Linked DNA regions of Rattus norvegicus: region 1 is linked to region 2. The links are chromatin contacts, called in public Hi-C maps. All regions are on one chromosome and are shown on one strand. The core of a region is the stretch at or near the end of the contact, and the rest is flanking DNA. Distances in the headings are between cores, read along the strand shown. Region 1 holds the start of Khnyn (KH and NYN domain containing). Region 2 holds the start of Dcaf11 (DDB1 and CUL4 associated factor 11).

The links. A called contact is a pair of places that touch in the nucleus more often than the background predicts.
Region 1: a Hi-C map of liver shows a contact between it and region 2, with 2.6 times the contacts expected there. The contact joins the promoter of Khnyn here to the promoter of Dcaf11 in region 2. A contact is called at or near these places in 2 of 12 Hi-C or Micro-C datasets (both in liver).

Annotation. Positions count from the first base shown.
Region 1 is chr15:33,332,970-33,336,935 of GRCr8, forward strand. Khnyn (KH and NYN domain containing) reads left to right here and starts at 2,321. Exons shown (of 8, transcript NM_001427600.1): 1 at 2,321-2,473; 2 at 3,086-3,305; 3 at 3,774-3,966. The coding sequence starts at 3,105. It overlaps Cbln3 (cerebellin 3 precursor), which reads right to left and starts at 1,459. Exons shown (of 3, transcript NM_001109330.2): 1 at 1,073-1,459; 2 at 642-761; 3 at 1-340. The coding sequence starts at 1,348. The coding sequence ends at 143.
Region 2 is chr15:33,015,454-33,019,649 of GRCr8, forward strand. Dcaf11 (DDB1 and CUL4 associated factor 11) reads left to right here and starts at 2,202. Exons shown (of 15, transcript NM_001009686.2): 1 at 2,202-2,248; 2 at 2,348-2,715; 3 at 4,188-4,196. The coding sequence starts at 2,561.

The DNA of each region.
Region 1 (3,966 bases), core at 1,071-3,570, 320 kb after region 2:
TTTAAATATGATCTCATGCAAGAAGGTGGGCTGTAGGCAGCCTGGAGGGGGTCTTTCTCTTGCCCTGAAAATACTTGTTTCTGGGGCAGGGGAAGGCAGAAGGGTTAGGTGCTAGATATCTGTCATTTAAAGGCATGGGTCTTCAGAGTGGGAAGATGAGGAAGCCCGAGAAGCTTGAATACTTCCAGCCACCCAGAAGATTCCCCCGACGCAGGCGCAGGGACACCCGATCCCCAGGGTCCAGGGGAAGCAGCACAGAGCTTGTGGCTGCCTCTCGGGTCACATCAGGGTCATTTGCAAAGGCTGAGATGACCGGCCATGTGTTCAGCATCAGACTCACCTGGGGAGGGGAGCCCAGTTAGCATCTAAGTCCCAGCCTCAGTTTAGCCTTAGCTCAGAACTCCCCCCCACTCCATGCCCCATTTTTCCAAGAGCTTTCTTTTGGGAACTCGAGTGTCCAGTGAGCACTGAAGGATGGCCAGTGTTGGGATCTGTACGTCTGCCATACCCTGCTAGCCAGGACCCTTCCTCCCTTGCTCTTGGCCCCCTGGATAGAGGTCAATAGAAGGGCTATCCAGGGATGTGCGGCGGCCCACTATGACCCTCCCGTCCCCCCGGAGGTGGGCTGGCACTCAGGTCACCTGAACAGTCTGGCGGTTGTACACCTTCACCACATGGAATCGGAAGCTGTAGACCCCACGGACAGGGGCCACGAAGCAGCCCGAGGGCCGATCAAAGCCACCGCCCTCATTCACCAGCACCTGTGGGGAAGCAGATCCCGTTGAGAGGGATTCTGGGTGCCCAGGGCTCAGGAACGTCACTGGGGTTGGCATTTGTACAGTGGGTGAGGGGAGAAGGGGTGGCACACAGACGTGACAGGAATCTGTAGACTCAAAGTATGAGACAGGGCTACGATGTCTCTGTGTAGGAATCGAAGCAGGCAAACAGTTGGTGGCCATCTTAGAAGAAGGAGGAGCAAGAGATGCAGGAAATGGTTTTCTTGGAGTCTGAGGGTTGCAAAGTGGCTTGGGCAGTAGAGTCCAGGTCTTCTGGACGGGGGTAGAGGAGTTACCTGGTCGAAGTAGATCGCACCACTGGTACTGTTGCCGGTTTCTCCTGCTGGTTCATGGTGGTGGCTTCGGACTGCAGCAAACGCCACTCGTCCTGGGGGTGCCTCTCCCAGGGCTGCTCCCCCAGGTCCTCCTGCAGTAGGTCTGCCTGGCTCACAGACCACCAGGCACTCCCCCTCCAGCAGGACAGGCTCTGACCCTTCTTGAGCCCACCCAGCCTCCAGGGTCAGAAACACCAGGGCCAAGGACAGCTTGGGGCTGTGCCATTTTGTCCCCATCCTTGCTATGTGCCCCTGGGACCCACAGATTTCGCTGTCTTCTATCCTCTTTGCTCTCCCTCCTCTGCTTCAAGGCTTCGGTACTCTTGCCCTGATCTGTCCTCTGAGTCTGGCACTTAGCCCGGGCACTCCCCTCCCTGTATCTTTTTGTGTCCCTCAGCTCTGCCTGGCTTTACTACTGCTTTCGCTGCGGATCCCTCCTCCTTGGCAGAGTATGGAGTGACAGCAGTTGGGCCCTGGGAGGGAGAAGAGGAATTGAGAGAAGGCACAAGGGCTCTAGTCCGACAAGGGTGCCTGTGTACACACACACACACACACACACACACACACACACACACACAAACACACACACGCACAAGCACACACACAAGCATATGCACAATCACATACACACGCACGCACGTATGCACACACGCACGCACGCACACACACACGCACGCACACACACACACACGCACATGCTCACACACACACAGGGACATTCAAATATGAAACAAAGTTTCTTCAATTTCTTTCTCATCTTCTCCTTTTCAGAATTATCTACAATCTTTCTCCTTGGAGGTCTTTCTTATTGTTGCAAGGTGTGTCCTCATCCCCCCCCCACGCCTCCACCTCGCCCCCAATCTATATACTTGGTGAAAGTGCTTGTGCCAAGGGCAGGATTCTCTTGTGACTCTGGACCAGTCACTTCCCCTCTTGGAATCTTCAACTGTGCAGAATACGCAAGGACCCCAGGAATAAGAGGCGAACGTGAGAGTTGGCAGGAGGCGTTGGGGGTGGGGTGAGTGTTGGTGACCCGGTAGGCCGCGCAGGGGATGTGGAGGGCGGGTCGCTCGGCTGCAGGACAGCAGGCGGAGCCCGGGAGGAGGCGCGCAGCCTTGCCCTGAGCCCAGGCCAGTGCAGCCCTGGCGGGGGAGGAGTCGAGCTGACTCCGCCCCGGGCCGGAAAGTGACTCCAAACCCACTACGCGGTGTTGACGAGAGAAGTCTAGGTTGGGGGAAGGACCCGAGAAGGCCCTCCTAGGTTCGGGCTCCCATCCCCAGACCCCTGGGGCGCGGGAGAAGCGCGCCCGTTCCCCCACCCTGCGAGCACCTAGAAGAGAGGGCGAAACTCTCGGCTTTGGCGGTAGGCGCGCCGCTTCCCGGCGCTTGGGAGCTGAAGGCCTCGGCGGGAGGGTGGTCGGGCTGGGGGCGGCCACCGCAGGCTGTGGGAGGGCGGGCTGTGCCCTGGCCCCGGGCGGGAGGCAGTGAACAACCTGGATGGGGGGGCGGAGGTGGGAGTGGCTAGTGAAGGAATAAGGCAGACAGGGGCAACACCCCCACCCCAGGACTATACATAGCCTCTGGCGCGTATTCATTTCCCAAGAGGCCTTCCTCTATTCAAAAAATTCGAGACTTCTGTGCTCTGGGACTCTTTCCTCATCCACTCACTTCTTGTGATCCTCAGAATGAGCTGGAGGCCCGCTAACCCTTCCCCTCTCAGGGCGGTGGTCACCAGTTTCCTCTGGCCCGTCGCCCATCCCAGATAGCCTTGTTTATGAAGGACTTACTCTCAGGGAGAGGCCTGTGTACAGATAATTTTCTATCTTCTCTACCCGCAAGGTGGACTTGCTACCTCCTGGGGCTGTTTACCAGTTCTGTAACTAGGTGCGACCTGTTGATTGTTGGATGTATGCCGCGTGATTAGGATTTGGGTTGAACGGAGACAGAAACTTTGAGATTGCCTCTGCCCTTCCAGGACTCCACAGGTAGAAGCCATGTCTATTTGGGGGTTTGCCTCCCCGACTCCCGACCGCTTTGCGGTGTCTGCGGAGGCCGAGGACAAGGTTCGGGAACAGCAGGCTCGCTTGGAGCGTATCTTCAGCGTAGGAATGAGCGTCCTCTCCAAAGACTGCCCAGAGAACCCTCACATCTGGTTACAGCTTGAGGGCCCCAAGGAGAACATCTGCAGAGCCAAGGTGAACTCTTCCTTTCCAGGGCTTTCCTTTTAGTACGCTGCCCCTCCCCTAGAGGAGGGGCTGGGGAGTGCCTCTTGGCTATCTTATTGGCTGCCTCTGTCCTGAGCTTTGAGGCACTATGTCGTTCTTTTTATTTAGAATTTTGGTTTCACTTCTGTTATGATGGCCTAGGTTCTGTTGGCATTTAGAAACAAATCACTTCATGCTCTCGGGGAAATCCCCACTGTACAGGTGGGCCTTGCCAAGGAATTCCCTGGGGTTGAGAGGGGGCTGGCCACCCCAAACCCTTGGACCCAAGGACATTAGGCTCCACCACTTGACAGCCCTCTGGTCTGTTCTTAAATGTCCATGTCTAAGTGTGAATAGTAACAGTATCTACTTAGATGGTGTAATGGCTTGGAGCTCAGGGAGAACAGTGAATCTGAAGGGATGGCTTCTAGAAGTTTCCTCTCTGACCTTCCCATCTAGGAATACCTGAAGGGGCTCTGCAGTCCAGAACTGCAGAGTGAAATCCGCTACCCACCCAGACTGCACTGCATCTTTGTGGGAGCCCAAGGCTTCTTCCTTGACTGCCTGGCCTGGAGCACTTCTGCCCACCTGGTGCCTCTGGTTCCTGGCTCTCTGATGATCAGTGGCCTAACTGAGGCGTTTGTGATGGCCC
Region 2 (4,196 bases), core at 952-3,451:
CACGTGTGAGTTCTGAGGACAACTCATAGGAGTCCATTCTCTCCTAAGTCATAAGACTTAGTAGTAAGCACCTTTATCTAGCAAACACCCTTACCTGCTGAACCATCTCACTGGCTCAAATTTGATTATTTTTATATTTTACGAAGAAGTGCAACAACATTGGTTTTGTTGTTGTTGTTGCTGCTGCTGCTGTTGTGTGTGTGCGTGCGTGCGTGGGCAAGTTTGATTATTGATAGAAGTATCACTAGGTCACAGTTCAGGGCTATGAGGACTGGCTAGGACCGGTTAGAAAGATAAAGCATCTCTCAGATAAGACATTGTGAAAAGGTGCAAGAGTAGAAATAAGACACTTATAGGCACATTTGATTGGAAGACAAAAATTTTAATAATTTTTAAAAGATTTTATTTATTTACTGTATGCACGTGAGTACACTGTGGCTTTCTTCAGACACAACAGAAGAGGGCATCAGATCCCATTACAGATGGTTGTGAGCCACCATGTGGTTGCTAGAAATTGAACTCAGAGGACCTTGGCAAGAGCAATCAGTGCTCTTAATCACTGAGCCATCTCTCCAGCCCTAGATAAAATTTTTAAATGAAGTTAGTAATCAGGTTGGGAAGTCTGTATTTGAAGTAATATATATTAAAAAAAAAAAACGGAAAAAAATCACTGGTCAGCTCTTAAGAACGAAATACTTTTAAGAGGATACGTGAGCAGATCAACAAATGGAAAAAGTCTCAAGTGTGGAAAAATGGCGACTGTGAAAATAAACCTCAAGTAATCAGTTAAAAAATATCTACAGAACATATAAGAATTTGAGGAGTAGTAAGGAAGGTAAAATACTTTCTAAAATTATTACAGACTTTCCAGACCAGATAACCCAGATAAATAGGAATCCTGAAAGCTCGGTGTATGTTAGAAATACCTGTCCACATAATTAATGGAGACCAGCCAAATAACAAAATGCTGGGCGCTTGTTTACAGTTAAGAATTTTACAACCAATGGGCAGTTTAACCATCGTCAGTGTGGACCGGGAGAAAATGTTGGGGTCTCCGGCCTAGAGACCAGGGGAAACCTTACAGGACCTGTCACAAGCTGGTCCAGGGTGCTGAGGTGTCCTCACGGTGGCCCTGCTCTGGGCCAAGGCCAACGTCACCAGCCTCTACGCTCCCTGGCCTGGGAAACCATCCCAGACAAGGTAGGGCTCGGCCTTGGACTCACCCAAGTTATTCATAAACCCGCAGGAGGCGGCGCGCGATTGAAGCCTAGGGAAGGTCGGCAAAGCCCAGACCCAGGGAGCGCGTGCGCACTACGCAACCGGAAAGACTCCGTGGAGGGCCGCGACATTTAGGGAGCGTCTGCAAAGACCAGGAAAGGAAGCCAGGGGTCGTCTAACAAGACCGCCGCGGGTAAGCCGGTACACAGCAGGATGGAAAGGCCTGGGTTCCACCAGTGAGGACTGCTTTCGACAGGCCGCTGGCCCTACAGCCAGGGAAAAACGGTTGAACTGGGGTTGCTGGGAGCTGAGGGAATAGGAGCGGCTGGGCATGCAGTAAAAAAAAAACACTCGAGGCCAAGCGACCTTAAGGGACCACCTCGCAGACTTTACGTCTAGCTCCGCTATCTCTAATGCAGGCCGCAGCCAATTCCAGTCCGCTACGACTTAACGCCCCCCCTTGGGTTAAGAAATTTCTCCAGCCCACCCATCAATCACCGGTCTCAGCTGTCCAATCAGCGGACCAAGGGGGCGGAACATCGAGGAGCGTCGAGTGACGTCATCAGGCCTGGCAGTCAGAGGCGTGACGGACGAGGCTCGCGACTTAGGAGCTGTTAGCCGGCGCGGCAGCGGTAGGCAGTGTAAACAGGGCCTCGCCCCTGCGGGTCCTGCGACGGCTCCTGGCTGGTGAGTGACCTCGCGTGGGGCGGTAACCGCCAGACGCCGGGGGAGGTGCTTCTCCACTTTCCCTCCCCCTGTTGTACACACCCCCGGCGCACCACGTGGGTGTGAAGCTAAACTGGAGGGGGTGTTAGGCTGACTTCTAACCTCATTGGCTGTTGCTGCTGCCGGCTCTCAAGAAATTGCTCTGATTGGTCAGCAGAAGGGGGCGTCGGGGGTCTGAGTTCTAACGCTTCTGGTTGGTTGTGTGAGATAAGCTAGTGAAGTGCGTTCTTCCGCAAGGGGTTTTGATTGGTCAGTCGGAGAGGTTATCTGGGATTCGGCCACCCTGGGCCGGGGACTTTGATAGGTGAGTTTGGCTAGGAAAATGAGAAATTCCTCTTCATGGACTCTCATTAGTACGGTAGGGTTGCACCCTAGGTTTCATGTGGCTTTCTTTGCTTCACAGGATTGAGGAAGGTTTATGTTCCCGAAACCTTGGGAGCTGTCATAGCTAAAGAGAAGGAAATCTCAGTCTCCTAGAGGGGTCACCCCTCTAAAGATAGCTTCTGCCCCGTTTCTGGAAACCCTGATATTTCTAGAGCAGGATTTGCTTTCACCAAACCCAATTTGGAGACAGGAGAAGTCCCTGCACAGGATATAAGGATGCTGTAACCAGAACATGGGATCACGGAACAGCAGCAGCGCAGGATCCGGGTCCTTAGAACCCTCCGAGGGCTTGTCCCGAAGAGGGGCTGGCCTGCGTCGTAGTGAGGAAGAAGAAGAAGAGGATGAAGATGTGGATCTGGCCCAGGTACTGGCCTATCTCCTCCGCAGGTAACTTACCCTCTGCTGTGACACTAAGTGTCATCCCAATATCTTGACCTCAACTTCAGGCAGGAAAAGTGCAGAGGATAGGGAATGGTACTGTCCCAGGACAACGTTTGTGTTTGAACAGGACCACCTTTCCCTGCTGGATGTCCATACTCTCTATGCAGCTCCATACCCAAAATGGTTCTTACCTAGGGCACGGCTTGAGGGACCTCTCAGGGGGAGTCTTTTTGGCTGTGACAACACAAATTTAATCTGTTTTCCAAGAAAATAAAACAAGAAATGGAAGAGGGATTATGGAGGAAAGGAGAGATGTGAGAAGAGTTGGGAAGGGGGTGTTAAATCACTTGCTATGTGAGATGAAGCCATGTGGATTTACTTGAAAAACAAGTTTACATCGACCTTACTAGCCCTGCTCTTAAGAAAAGAATGCCCTGAAGGGGGTGACCACCAGGAACTAAGAACGACTTGAATATTTGGCTTTGTTTGCCTGCCTGTGGTTCCTTGGGAAAAGATAAACCTAGTATCCCTTGGACATTGTGTTCTGTGCTGCATTCCTACAGCAACGGCTGTGAGAGTTGTCATTGTCAGCTTGACAGGGTCTGGAGTCACCTAGGGGACAGCACACCTAGGAGGGATGGATTCTTTAGCCTCTCTGGGCAGGTCTGGAAGGAATTATAGCGATTGGGTTCGTTGATTAGGAAGACCCACACTGAACATGAGTGGCACCAGTGCTTGGGTGTGGGTCCTAGACTGTATAAAAAGGAGAAAGGTAGCTAAACACAACCATTCATCCTGTCCTCTTCCCTGGTTGTGAATACTCTGTAGCCAGCTGTTCCTGTCCCTGCTGCTTTGACTGCCCCACCATGATAGACTCTGCCCTTGAGCCATGAGCCAAAATAAGCCTCTCTCACTGAAGGTGCTTTTGTTGGGGTATTTTATCATGACAGGAAAGGATACTAAGGAATAGAGATGGAAGTGCTTTCCTGATTCTTAGCTCTTGAACTTGGGGTATAGCTTTGTGGTAGAAGTTTATCCAGTATGCACTGAGCCCCTGGGTTCAGTCCTTAGCCCTGAGACAAATCAGTTAGTAGGTCAGTCTTTGTAGCCTGTTAGAACTCTGTGCTCTTACTCAAGAGTTCAAACTAGTTCCCTACTGTGTCTTTTTGTGTGTTTGCTTTGTTTTGTTTATTTTTGAGGCAGAGCTTCTCTGTAGCCCTGCCTGCTCTGGACCTCACTCTGTAGACCAGGCTTGCCTCGAACTCACAGAGATCCACCTGCCTCTGCCTCCCAAATGCTGGGATTAAAGGCATGCTCCACTACTGCCTGGCCCTACTATGACTTCTGGAAACTTAAAATCCAACTTCAAAATGAGAACCAAATGTACTAGGAGCTAGACAGCCATTGACTCCAGCCAGATAGCCATTGGTTAGATGGGAGAAGGGATCCCCTCCTTTATAATGGGGATCTCTCCACAGAGGCCAAGT